Linked DNA regions of Zea mays: region 1 is linked to region 2. A link is a contact called in public Hi-C data. All regions are on one chromosome and are shown on one strand. The core of a region is the stretch at or near the end of the contact, and the rest is flanking DNA. Distances in the headings are between cores, read along the strand shown. Region 1 holds the start of LOC103633132 (transcription initiation factor TFIID subunit 15). Region 2 holds the start of LOC100191846.

The links. Hi-C and Micro-C count contacts between places; a contact is called where the count stands out from the background.
Region 1: a Hi-C map of tassel shows a contact between it and region 2, with 2.7 times the contacts expected there. The contact joins the promoter of LOC103633132 here to the promoter of LOC100191846 in region 2. A contact is called at or near these places in 2 of 25 Hi-C or Micro-C datasets (leaf and tassel).

The regions. Positions count from the first base shown.
Region 1 is chr7:153,025,699-153,032,899 of Zm-B73-REFERENCE-NAM-5.0, reverse strand. LOC103633132 (transcription initiation factor TFIID subunit 15) reads right to left here and starts at 3,026. Exons shown (of 8, transcript XM_008654812.4): 1 at 2,817-3,026; 2 at 1,546-1,662; 3 at 1,091-1,428; 4 at 772-975; 5 at 430-513. The coding sequence starts at 1,662.
Region 2 is chr7:152,895,910-152,902,607 of Zm-B73-REFERENCE-NAM-5.0, reverse strand. It overlaps LOC100191846, which reads left to right and starts at 2,176. Exons shown (of 21, transcript NM_001137270.1): 1 at 2,176-2,321; 2 at 2,414-2,461; 3 at 2,556-2,647; 4 at 2,774-2,864; 5 at 3,906-3,966; 6 at 4,053-4,130; 7 at 4,268-4,318; 8 at 4,427-4,500; 9 at 4,700-4,772; 10 at 5,272-5,329; 11 at 5,424-5,470; 12 at 5,545-5,610; 13 at 5,821-5,853; 14 at 5,969-6,021; 4 more. The coding sequence starts at 2,245.

The DNA of each region.
Region 1 (7,201 bases), core at 1,777-4,276, 130 kb before region 2:
GCATGGTTCACAACTAACAACTCACAACAATTGTCAATGGGCAAAGTGGCATTGCACCTCCTTTGAGTCAATTTCTGAGCCCAAAGGTCAAAAACTGGTCACATTAAGGGCACAATATCACTGCAATTGATCTGCAGTTTTTTAAGGAGTACTGTTGCTGTGCGGCAAAATTCATCCTAGCTGTGAGTGCATCAGGTGAAAAGCATGATGTTTATCTATCGATGAACCCTATTAATCCATTACCACATATAACAAATGAGGGCTCACATTCTTAGTTACATGAATTGTTACTATAATTTACAGTATGTTTAATATTCCTGATTTGATAATATAATTTACAAGATGTTTGGGATACCTGATAGAGTACAATTTATATTGTCATCTAAAATAATATGGCCAACCACATGCAAATAGTGCCCTTGTACTTACCTCACACCACCTTCATTGGTACCAGGCTTGGAGGTGTTACATATATTACATTTGGTCCGCTTAGCCCAGTTGATGTTGCCACACCTGGACACAAATGAAGTTGGGTTCATATCATCATATAAGACAGCAAGTTTATACTAATGAAGCATAAAAATTGCTTAAGACATAGAGGGTGGCAGTTAAATTTGAGATACGAAAAATCCCAGAATAATGTCAAAAGCATTGTCTTATTGATTTCATGGGGCAGATGCATATACAAATAAATGTGAAAAAATGAAGATCGAAATTAATGGATGTATTCAAATCTACGAAACAGAAAAAATTTAAATCTTAGCCTCTTACATTGGACATGGCCAATCATTCGGGCCAAACAATCCAGGTGGACCACCAACAGCAGCACCAGCATGGCTGCTTCCTCTTGCATCAGAGCTACCACGGCCTCTACCCCTACCGCCACCACCAGCAGCAGTTCCACCAGCACCAGCAGGGCGTGCAGCTCCACAGCGATTACAAACACCACGGAAGGCAAAATTTACATTGCCACAACTGGGAGAATAAATAATCTCAGATAATCAAAAAAAAAAGAATAACAATGTGAATACAATACTAGTCAACTAGTGAACTGAAGTGATAGAGAAGTCGCTCACCAATCATAACAGACCTTGTATTTGGACACATCCAATCCCCATCTTGCTGCCAAGCCTTGCCTGGACCATCACCACGCCCTCTGCCTCTGCCTGCTCCATTATCCAGTTCATCTTGTTCACCAACACCACCAATGATGTTCAAACTTGTGGGGTTATCGAATGCATCTTTGCTTTTTGACTCAGCTATGTGAACCTGAATAGTGCTCCCATGGAAATCCTTGTTATCGAACCATTCCACAGCAGCTGAAGCAGCATGTGGATCCTCATAGGTGACTGTTGCATCACCCTTTGGTTCATTAGTAACTTTGTCCCTGTATATCCAAATTTTTGGACGCCCAGTCCTTTTGTCCTTCTGTTGCAATTTTACAACAGAGACGAGGCTAAGTGTTCTTTAAATGGAATTTAAAATGTATGAACAATCTTAAAATTTTTGGTAGTGGCCAAAAATGTTACCTGGTAAGACCCATACCTTTAGCAAGCCTATGGTGCCAAAATATTCAGCCAACATATTTTCATCAGTTCCAGGAGGTAGATTGCAGACATACACAGAACCATTTTGGGGCCCTCTTGACATATACCCAGCCATCTGTAACAAAACCACCAAATTATGGAAAAGTAGTACCATTGATTCGTTTTGTCTAATTGTCTTGCTTCAAAAAATACTAAAGAGGTATGAAGTAGACAATATCATCACAGGCATAAAAGTGCAAATAATACTTAAAATGGGATACAGAATAAGACAAACAGTAAGCAGTGAGAATAAAAGAATGAATTGAATAATGAATAGGGTATTGTGGGTTCATAACAAAAGGCAAGGAGTAAACCTAAAGTATGTTGAAGTTGAGAGTATAAGCACTGAACAGCCTCCAGTTAATTTATAAACCGAATTAATTTGTTTGCAACAGTCCATACTTAAAATACTAGGGCATTTCAGTTGACTCGATTCTAGAAGATCTGCAATTTTGTAAGACTTGTGGCATGAAACACTGAAGTTCAGTTAGTAGGAATGTAAATTCTAGAGATAATAAGGGAAGAAAAGACAAACAAACCAAACAAAAAAAGTGAACAGATGTATGTCCTATAATTATCAATTTATCGTTACCATATAAGAAAGGAACACCAGGTGTTACCCTCCAAGAAATATGTAAGCTAATTGAAAATGCTGTGTGAAAATGATTCTTTTACCATCGAACCATTTGCATAAGAGCTCTCAACCGAAGGTACACGTAAATTTACACCAGCAGGTGACAAACTATGCCCAGACAGTGGATAAAAGTGGCAGGAGAAAACCATGCAACAGATACGACGCACCAAATACTATGGTTATCAGATTTTTGGATCACACAAGAGCACAAATTCAGCAGACGATACATGTAATCAAGAGCAGAATGACAGGAACCGAAGGACACGATGATCTCACGAACAGCTAGAACGTCAAAACAGCCTCGCAGACGCAGGTACCGCGACAGAGAGATCAAATCTGCCACAGGTACTAGCGGGAATGACGACCTACCATCCTCCCCGATAGGGCGGACCCAGCAAGAATATGGGTTACAGTTTACATATGTATACCTGATTCTTTTTTAAAACAGTCGAAGATAGTATGCCATATGCATAATACATGCAAAAAGTTCATACTGCAATTCGATCAGATCCGAATACAACAAGGCAAATAGCTCATATTAGGGTTTGGGTGTTCGGTTTCGCAAAGCAGGAACGGAAGAGAGAGGGTGGGCATACCTGATCTCGTTACGGCGAAGGGTTCAACGAAGGCCTGGGGATCTGGCGGCGGCGGCGGCTGCTGCTGTAGCGGTCGCCCTCGCGGCCTCGCCAAGATGGAGCGCACGCTGGGTGAACGGGAAACGGCAGGATGTTTTGGTTAGGGTGTGCCGTGTGTACAACAACAAATTTGGAATTTTGCCACTACGAGAATTAGGTTTCCCCACTTTACCATCATTTTTATAGGTTTCATCTCCATACCAATATCAAACACTCCACGTCCATTATAATGTCATTTAGTCCTTTAATAAAGAAAAAAATGGTTGAATATAATGTCATTATGAGAATTGGGCAGCGCGGGCGACCGAGTTCTCGCTAGCTAAGCTCTCCCGGGTTCACGTCGGAGAACATTAATAATCCTGTTTGTTTTGGCTTTTTTATGGTTACTAAAATGTGCTACGCAGACGCCCTAGTTTTTCGAGACATTTCTATAATAATTGTTTTGATAAAAAAACATCTAAAAGCAACATAAACATAGAATCGATCGAGTCGTCAAGATAGTAGGAATCCGTCGCTTTCAAGATTCTGAACCCTTTGGAACACTTCATCTTTTTCCGCACATAATCCCTATGATACTCAGATTTCCCCAAGTTGGATTCTCTCCACAGTTAGATTCTCAGAAAAAAAAAGTTGGTCAGAAAAAAGTTGAACCAAACAGACACATTATCTTCGAGAGCGGTGATAAGGCACTCAACCTCGTCTACATGAGGCAGTAGAGCTGGAAACGAGCCGAGACAAGCTCGGCTCGGCTCGCCCATTTCACAAGCTAAAGAGATAGGCTCGGCTTGACTCGAATGTGGCTCGCGAGTCACATCCTAATATATATAATTGCATTATACAATGAATTATTAGTACATAAATATAAAATATATAGATATCATTCGTCATTATGAGTAATCTAAAATATGAATTGTCATATATGTATCATGAAACGGCAAGGAACAAACTCACTATCTATAAGATTATCCAATATCCATCATTATTCTATATATTAAGTAATTTGGCACAGCTCGCGAGTTGGAACGAGCCGCCTCGACTCGCTACGGCAACGAGCCCAAAATACCGGCTCGGCTTGCTCAAGGCTCGCGAGCCGAGCGGAACCACTCCGAGCTCGAGCCGGCTCACGAGTTTCAAGCTTATTTTCTAGCCCTACTGAAAGGATCACGATGCCCAAGAGGGGGTGAATTGGGCTTTTCTAAAAATCAACAATAATTAAACCTTAAGCAAGAGCCCAACTTCACCCTGAAAGTCGCCTAGAGGGGGGTGAATACGGCGAAACTGAAATTTACAAAGTTAATCACAACTACAAGTCGGGTTAGCGTTAGAAATATAATCGAGTCCGAGAGAGAGGGTGTAAAACAAATCGCAAGCGAATAAAGAGTGTGACACGCGGATTTGTTTTACCGAGGTTCGGTTCTCGCAAACCTACTCCCCGTTGAGGTGGTCACAAAGACCGGGTCTCTTTCAACCCTTTCCCTCTCTCAAACGGTCCCTCGGACCGAGTGAGCTTCTTCTTCTCAATCAAACGGGAACAAACTTCCTCGCAAGGACCACCACACAATTAGTGTCTCTTGCCTCGGTTACAATTGAGTTGTTCGCAAGAAAGAATGAAAGAAAGAAGCAATCCAAGCGCAAGAGCTCAAAAGAACACAACAAATCTCTCTCACTAATCACTAATGCTTTGTGTGGAATTGGGAGAGGATTTGATCACTTAGGTGTGTCTAGAATTGAATGCTAGAGCTCTTGTAAGTAGTTGGAAGGTGGGAAACTTGGATGACTTGAATGTGGGGTGGTTGGGGGTATTTATAACCCCAACCACCAAACTAGCCGTTTGGTGGAGGCTGCTGTCGCATGGCGCACCGGACAGTCCGGTGCGCCAACGGACAGTGTCCGGTGCGCCAACCACGTCACCCGGCCGTTAGGGTTCGACCGTTGGAGCTCTGTCTTGTGGGCCCGCCTGGCTGTCCGGTGGCGCACCGGACAAGTCCTGTAGACTGTCTGGTGTGCCACCCGCGCGTGCTCTGACCTCTGCGCGCGCAAGCACGCATTTAATGCGTTGAAGTCGACCGTTGCGCGTGAAGTAGTCGTTGCTCTGCTGGCTCACCGAACAGTCCGGTGTGCACCGGACATGTCCGGTGAATTTTAGCGGAGCGGAAATCCGAAGCTGGCGAGTTCAGAGTCGCTCTCCCCTGGGGCACCGGACACTGTCCGGTGGTGCACCGAACAGTCCGGTGAATTATAGCGAAGCGCCTCTGAGAATTCCCGAAGGTGCGAAGTTTAGCTTGGAGTCCCCTGGTGCACCGGACACAGTCCGGTGCGCCAGAACAGGGCACACTTCGGTTATCCCTTGCTCTTTTTGTTGAACCCTTTTCTTTGTCTTTTTATTGGCTTTTTGTTGAACCTTTGGTACCTGTATAACTTATAGACTAGAGCAAACTAGTTAGTCCAATTATTTGTGTTGGGCAATTCAACCACCAAAATCAATTTAGGAAATAGGTGTAACCCTAATTCCCTTTCAATCTCCCCCTTTTTGGTGATTGATGCCAACACAAACCAAAGCAAGTATAAGAGTGCATAATTGAACTAGTTTGCATAATGTAAGTGCAAAGGTTACTTATCATTGAGCCAATATAAATACTTATATGATACGCATAGATTGTTTCTTTAATTTTAACATTTTGGACCACACTTGCACCACTTGTTTTGTTTTTGCAAATTCTTTTGTAAATCCTTTTCAAAGACTTTTTGCAAATAGTCAAAGGTAGATGAATAAGATTTTGTGAAGCATTTTCAAGATTTGAAGTTTTCTCCCCCTGTTTCAAATGCTTTTCCTTTGACTTAAACAAAACTCCCCCTTAATGAAATTCTCCTCTTAGTGTTCAAGAGGGTTTTAAGATATCAATTTTGAAAATACTACTTTCTTCCCCTTTTGAACACAATAAGATATCAATTTGAAATTTACGAATTGAAAATCATTAGTTTTAAAATTAGATGGTGGTGCGGTCCTTTTGCTTTGGGCTAATACTTTCTCCCCCTTTGGCATGAATCGCCAAAAACGGATACTTAGAGTGAAATATAAGCCCTTTGAATTACTTTCTCCTCCTTTGGTAAAAGACATATGAGAGAAGATTATACCAAACTTGGAGAGTTGCTCGGAGCGACGACGAAGGATGAGTTATGGAGTGGAAGCCTTTGTCTTCGCCGAAGACTCCAATTCCCTTTCAATACACCTATGACTTGGTTTGAAGTTCACTTGAAAACACATTAGTCATAGCATATATAAAAGAGACATGATCAAAGGTATAATAATGAGCTATGTATGCAAGATATCAAAAGAAGTTCCTAGAATCAAGAATATTTAGATCATGCCTAAGTTTGTTAAAAGTCTGTTCATCAAGTCGCTTGGTAAAGATATCGGCTAATTGATCTTTAGTGTTAATATATGCAATCTCGCTATCTCCCTTTTGTTGGTGATCCCTTAGAAAAATGATACCGAATGGCTATGTGTTTAGTGCGGCTATGTTCAACGGGATTACCCGCCATGCGAATTGCACTCTCATTATCACATAGAAGAGGAACTTTGGTTAATTTGTAACCGTAGTCCCTAAGGGTTTGCCTCATCCAAAGTAGTTGCGCGCAACAATGTCCTGCGGCAATATACTCGGCTTGGGCGGTAGAAAGAGCTACGGAATTTTGCTTCTTTGAAGCCCAAGACACCAAGGATCTTCCCAAGAACTGGCAAGTCCCCGATATGCTCTTTCTATTAATTTTACACCCTGCCCAATCGGCATCCGAATAACCAATTAAATCAAATGTGGATCCCCGAGGATACCAAAGCCCAAACTTAGGAGTATGAACTAAATATCTCAAGATTCGTTTTACGGCCGTAAGGTGAGCTTCCTTAGGGTCGGCTTGGAATCTTGCACACATGCATACAGAAAGCATAATATCCGGTCGAGATGCACGTAAATATAGTAGAGAGCCTATCATCGACCGGTATACCTTTTGATCTACGGATTTACCTTCCGTGTCGAGGTCGAGATGCCCATTAGTTCCCATGGGTGTCTTGATGGGCTTGGCATCCTTCATCCCAAACTTGTTTAGAATGTCTTGAGTATACTTCGTTTGGCTAATGAAGGTGCCCTCTTGGAGTTGCTTTACTTGAAATCCTAAGAAATACTTTAACTCCCCCATCATAGACATCTCGAATTTTTGTGTCATGCTCCTACTAAATTCTTCACATGTAGATTCGTTAGTAGACCCAAATATAATATCATCAACATAAATTTGGCATACAAACAAATCATTTTCAAGTGTTTTGGTAAAGAGTGTAGGATCGGCCTTTC
Region 2 (6,698 bases), core at 927-3,426:
TTTAGTATTTAGGCACAACACGACGCAGATTGAAATTATTCTATGTTGTGTTGGTAAAAAAAAAAGTTAGCCCAGCCACCCCCGTCCGAATGATCTTCATGTTGCTGCACTTCATAGTTGCATGCATGAAGGAGTACGGGACAAGTTCCATATCCAACACTGGAATGTACGAAATACTCCCATAATGCTGCTTACACGATAGGATCACCAAAAGTTCACTTTGAAGCGAGATCCACCCCATACATGATACGGTACATCTCAACTCTCAACACTCAAAAGCATTTGCTTGTCGCATGCCTGAGCTGCTGCTGCAGTTGTGTAGAAGCATAGGGCGAGATGCAAAAGACGACTAATTAAAAGCTTTCTCAACATGCTCACGCAGTCACGCCTGCACACAACGTTGCCTTCCTATTTCGGCCCTGTTTGGCACAGCTTATTTTCAGCTTCTTCACAAATTTAAACAGAAGTTCTGCCAAACAGCTAGCTTCTGCAGCAGCTTATCAGTTCAGCTGCTTCTCAGAATACACTAAAAGCAGCCAACAAGCAGAAACTGCTTTTCACCAGCTTATCAGATAAGCTGCTTTTTCAACAAGCAGCAGCTGTGCCAAACAGGGCCTTCGTTTTGGATTTTATTTCGCCTGGCAAAACTCTGGCGTGAGTCAATGCAAGAACCGAGCGCAATCTCTGCATGGTCCTTTGGATACGAACAGGACGTCCCGTGTTCGATCGCCTGGCAGCAGCGTGAGATGATTATGATGATTTGTTCGGCAGCTTGTTTGGGCGTCCGTGTCCCTGCCCGCAGAAGCACCGAAAGGTGTCACCTCTGCTCGCCTTCGCCTTCACCTTCACCTTCACCTTCAAATGTGACTCGGCTTGGCGCAAGGGGAATGAACTCCAGGAGACAGGAGCAGCAGGCTCGGCGGACCATCAGAGCGCTGCTGGCCAAGAACGGAGCGCTGTGCACAGGTGTTTGGAGATGCAGGAGCGGAGGCGCAGATATAGGTGAGTGTGCTTCACCAGTCATCACCGGAGGGCCCCGCCTATATATTGGTTTCATGCACTTGGGGTAGTCCTGTACTATGTCGGTGTCAGACATGAACCGGCAAATCGCCAAGGTGAGAGGAGTCACCATCTTTAAACGGAAGGAAATTAAATTAAGGGCCACCCTCTGATGACTGATGCATCTCGCGCAACCTTATTTTTGTTGCAGCAACAGCAACAAAGCGTTGCTTCTGCGCCACTCATCTTATATATCCCTCATGTTTGGAAAAAAAATAATAATGAAAAGAACGTGCACCACTCTTTGCTGGCAGCCTGGCACCGACACACACATGTGATACAAACAATGATATTTAGATTTGATTTGAATAGAGCATCAGTTTGGTGAAACACGCACCTTTGTGCACGCACTGTGCAATTATTAGTTTGTTATAAGACTTAGAAGCGCACGTTGACACCTAATCGCACCATGATGTATGGCTGGAACCCGAAACCTGGTCGCGGGCCGAGATGCAGATGATGCAGCGGAAACGCACACTGGCTCACTTTTTCGTTTCTTTGAAAAGGATAGTTAGCTATTACATTTTTTAGCAAACATTTATCGATAGCGCAACTACTACTAGTAAACTAGTGTCGCGTTCGATGTCTCCGAACTTGTCACACAGCATTAGCAGACCACGGCGCCCACGATAATTTTCAGTTAACAGGATCCAATTTTACCTGCACATCCCCATGACAGCATTAAGAAAGTATAACATAATTTCTATCCAAAAAAAAAGTTAAGATAACATAATCAGGATGGTATAGCTGCCGAAAGAGACTGGTTTGTTAAAGCACGGAGCCTAATGACACACTGACACGCCGTCCGTCCGCGTCCAGCCCACGCGAAGCCGGCGGCCAGCTCAGCGTTCACCGCGCCATCCCCGATCCCGGTCGCGGCGCCGACGGATCAGACGGGACAGGCGGGCTAGCCTCGACACGACGAGAACCCCGAGGTCCGCACGGCCGGGCTCTTCCCGTCGTGCCAGATGTCAGACGCCGTCACGACGCGCGGAGCATCCGGCACCCCCGCCGCACATTCCGTCACGGCGCCTGACGGAGACCGCGGCCGCTATAAATGAAACCCGCGCTGTCCTGCTCGCTCGCGCACACGGCACACACACCACACCACACCTCCTCGCTTGCACTCCGCTCGTCTGACATCTCGTCCCGTCCTTTCGTTTCGAAGCCTCGCGAGCCCCGACGATGGCCACCACCGCGGTGTCGGTCGACGAGAAGCTCGATAAGCTTCGCGCCGAGGTCGCCAAGCTCGACCAGATCAGGCGAGTGCCCCCCTCCTCTCCGCACTAGATCTCGCCGCCCGATCGCTTCGCCTCCCATTTTTGCTGATTTCTGAGTGTGTTTTTCCGCGCAGCGAGAACGAGAAGTCCGGGTTCATCAGCCTCGTGTCACGGTACCTCAGGTAAGTAGAAGTAGATCCCGCAGGTTCACTCTGTATGATTGCTCTGTGCGCATCGACTCGTCAGCCGAGTTATGTGTGCTGTGGCGTTTTGCAGTGGGGAGGCGGAGCAGATCGAGTGGAGCAAGATCCAGACCCCTACGGATGAGGTGGTGGTGCCCTACGATACCGTCGCGTCGCCTCCCGAAGGTATGATCGCCCGTGCCAATTTCATCTTAGTTAAGTGTAGTGTGATTGTTGTTGTGGGTGGATCCGATCGTGGATCTCTTACACACTGCGTGTGGACACTGATTGGATCGTGTGTCTGTGAGGTAGATCTCGAGGAGACGAAGAAGCTGCTGGATAAGCTCGTTGTGCTCAAGCTTAACGGAGGGCTCGGGACGACCATGGGCTGCACTGGGCCCAAGTGAGTGCACCTCCATCCTCTCCACTACTGCTTGGCTGAATTTTACCAGCTCTCACATGCTGGATCATGTATCTAGCTTTGTTCGTTATGTTTGTGTGAGGTATATTTTGAATTACGAAGGGACTAGGAACTGTATTTCTCTTTAGCTAGCCTGTAAATATGTGGATTGTGTCTTTGTTCCCTAGATACACGTTCTGAGCAACATGGAAACTCGGTGTTGATCTTCCTGCACATGGTTTTTGGTAGAGCACTAGTAATATAATATTTGTTATTCAAGCCCTGTTTCTGGGTTATTTACTTTTCTTTGTTAGTTTCTTGGTCGATAGTTTTGTAGTTGGTGCAAGCTTGCTTTTCCTAATGGACGCAAATGATTAAACAAGTATCACTATTGCGTTGTTCTTTGGGTTTTAGTGCGCACGCTCAGATGTCATAATGTACTGTACCATTGTTATAGTATGACCTGTCCTAATAATGCTGTTTTTATTGGCTCTACCAGTGGAGCTTTCAATGTCTATGGTCTAGAAGAATATGGAATACTTAAGTTGTATCTTTCAAGTGCTCATACTGTTGTCCCTTTTCACTATATTGCGGTTCCAATAGGTTTAGATCTCCTTCCATTTTTTGAAAATGAGTGGATTGATGAGTGGCTGTGTGCATATGTTGTTTGATGTGATAAGGTGATCAAATTGTTTATCTGCCCAGCTCCTAATTAGCTGCAGCTGCCTGTATCACTTTCTTATGGAGTGTTCTTAATGCCTCAACTAGTAGTGTCTGACCCATTTGTATCTAATTGTTGGTTAATTAGATGCCATTAAGTCTCCTGGCATATCATTGTTTGTTGAGCTAGATCTATTTCTAGAACTCTTCAATTTGTTGACTTAATCTAGTGAGACAACTTTGATAGGCATTAGCCACACTTAGGCACCCTATGCATTAACTAGTTATTTATGCAGCTATGCATGACCCTTGAGATGGTATGGACTTATGGCTCTTGCTTCATCTTTGAGCAGTTAGAACAACTAAGATTCCTATGTCCTGCAGGTCTGTCATTGAAGTCCGCAATGGGTTCACATTCCTTGACCTTATTGTGATTCAAATTGAGGTATCCTTCATTAACCTGAACATCTTCTCTTACTGTTTGGATATGGAAGAATCAGTCTATGCTTTATTCGTTACATGTCTCTGCAGTCCCTGAACAAGAAGTATGGATGCAATGTCCCTTTACTTCTGATGAACTCTTTCAACACCCATGATGACACACAGAAGGTTCTGTTTTCCCTTTGCTTTTGTCTTCATTAAATTGATGAGTTCTTAGACTTGTACTAATATGCTTTTGTGTTCATTAAATGATGAGTTCCTAGAGTTGTACTTACATGCTTGCTTACCTTTTCTCTTCCCTGAAGATTGTTGAGAAGTATTCCAACTCCAACATCGAAATTCATACTTTCAATCAGGTTTGCGGCCTGTTTTTTTAATATATATTTCGACTACACTGTTTCAAGTATATAGCATTTTGGAGTGGAAAGCAATGTTAGCTGATAAATTTGCATTGTCTTCTACAGAGCCAGTATCCTCGCATTGTTACCGAGGACTTCTTGCCACTTCCCAGCAAAGGGAAATCTGGGAAGGATGGCTGGTTAGTTTTCTGTCTTAGGTTATTATAGAAGTTAAAATGTTATTCCAATGAGGCAATGACTACTCACAATGGAATATCACCTTGCTTGTTGGATTATTTACGGTGAAGACTTTTAGATATAGTTTGAACTGTACCTCATTTATAGCGTATTTACATAAATGTGATACCCATCTGATTGTTGTGATTTTTGATGTGTAAGGTATCCTCCTGGTCATGGTGATGTGTTTCCTTCTTTGAATAACAGCGGAAAACTTGACATCTTATTGGCTCAGGTAAGCAGAAGTCACATTAAGCTTCTCTTTGCAGTTGGCAACATAAGTGATCTGGAAACTGATTTTGTAATCTGGTTTCCAGATATTATTCTTTTTAGGTTTAGATTGCACTTAAATATTAATTGCTGTAGTATTCTACATTATGAAGGGTTACTTCATGAGAGGAAAATAAATTATATTCTGTTACAATGTAGTATTGTCGTGTGTTATTCATAAATCATATTTTGCTGTTTGAGGCCCTTCGATGCTTTCTATGTAAAGGGAGAGTGCATGTTTTGGCCAAAATAAAAGGCAAGCTTGTTTCTGAAGGAAATTGAATATTGAGGCTGTTTCTCTTTTCTTCCTATGGAATATAAACTGAAATAACTATGCAACTTCCAGAACCTTTATATGGATTAATAAGTGAAACCACAATAGTACACTGATAACTCTAACTGAGCATTTATCTTGTTGCTTTGTTACAGTAATTTTGCTAACCTGTTTCCCAATCCTATATCAGGGCAAGGAGTATGTCTTTGTTGCAAACTCAGACAACTTGGGTGCTATAGTCGACATCAGTATCCAAATAGGATGATCAAATTTGCATACCTGTTTTAATACTTACTATTGCCGTGTGCTTTGAATTGAAAATTGTATCCTTAATCAGCACAGAGATCCTAAACCATCTGATCAATAACCAGAACGAGTACTGCATGGAGGTATGGAAGAATGACTTGTTTATACTCATGTTGAGTTTGTGCAACATAAAACTCAAGAACTGTATTTATTCTAGGTTACTCCAAAGACGCTGGCTGACGTTAAGGGTGGCACTCTCATCTCTTACGAAGGAAGAGTTCAGGTACACTTGTCCATTGCTCAAATTGAATAATTTCTCTGCACCCTGCTAGTTTATTGCCCATTCTGCTACTGGTTTTAGCATCACAAGAGGTTTTGAGTCTTTGATAATATTCGAAAGTTAGAATTTTGTATTTATGACAGACAATTATGCTTCCTGTTCTGGCATTCTAACATAAGATGATACTGATTCATTTTTATGATATTTATGCAGCTTTTGGAGATTGCCCAAGTACCCGATGAGCATGTATGTTGCTGTTTCTGTGTTACTTAAGTTTCATAATCTGTTCCATGATTTCACCACCAGCCTTTTGTAGTAAGAGCTACACAACCTTTTCTAATTTTCTTGTATCTCTATCCAGGTGAATGAATTTAAATCAATCGAGAAGTTTAAGATATTCAACACTAACAACTTGTAAGAAACCTGGCCTAACTGCCTTTTAAGGGAAAAATCTCTTTCTCTAACAGTTCTTGCCCAACAGGTGGGTGAACCTTAAAGCTATCAAGAGACTCGTAGAGGCTGAGGCACTTAAGATGGAAATTATTCCAAACCCCAAGGTATGTCACCTATCTTAATCTTTTATATCCTTTTTGTAGCATTTATATTGTAGTGCATCAATCAGATTCTTTGTTGAGTGCTATTACAAATGTTGGGTTCTTCTACTAAGAAGTTGGCACTTACAGGAAGTTGATGGTGTGAAAGTCCTTCAACTCGAAACCGCAGCTGGTGCAGCTATTCGGGTATGCAAGCAACTCCCTGTCCCAGTACTCAGTTTTATTCCATTTTTTTCCTTATATTCTTGCTCTAATGTTTTTGTTACCTTTAACTAGTTCTTCGACAAAGCGATTGGAATTAATGTTCCCCGCTCAAGGTTTCTCCCAGTGAAGGCTACATCTGATCTGTTGCTTGTGCAGGTATTTCTGGATGCATCTCAATGTTTTGTTAGCCTGATACCGTAATACCTCAACTTTGTTGATGGCTCAATGCTTTGCTCGTTTTGTGTTTACAGTCTGATCTTTACACCTTGGTTGATGGCTTTGTCATCCGCAACCCATCCAGAGCGAATCCAGCTAACCCTTCAATTGAGCTTG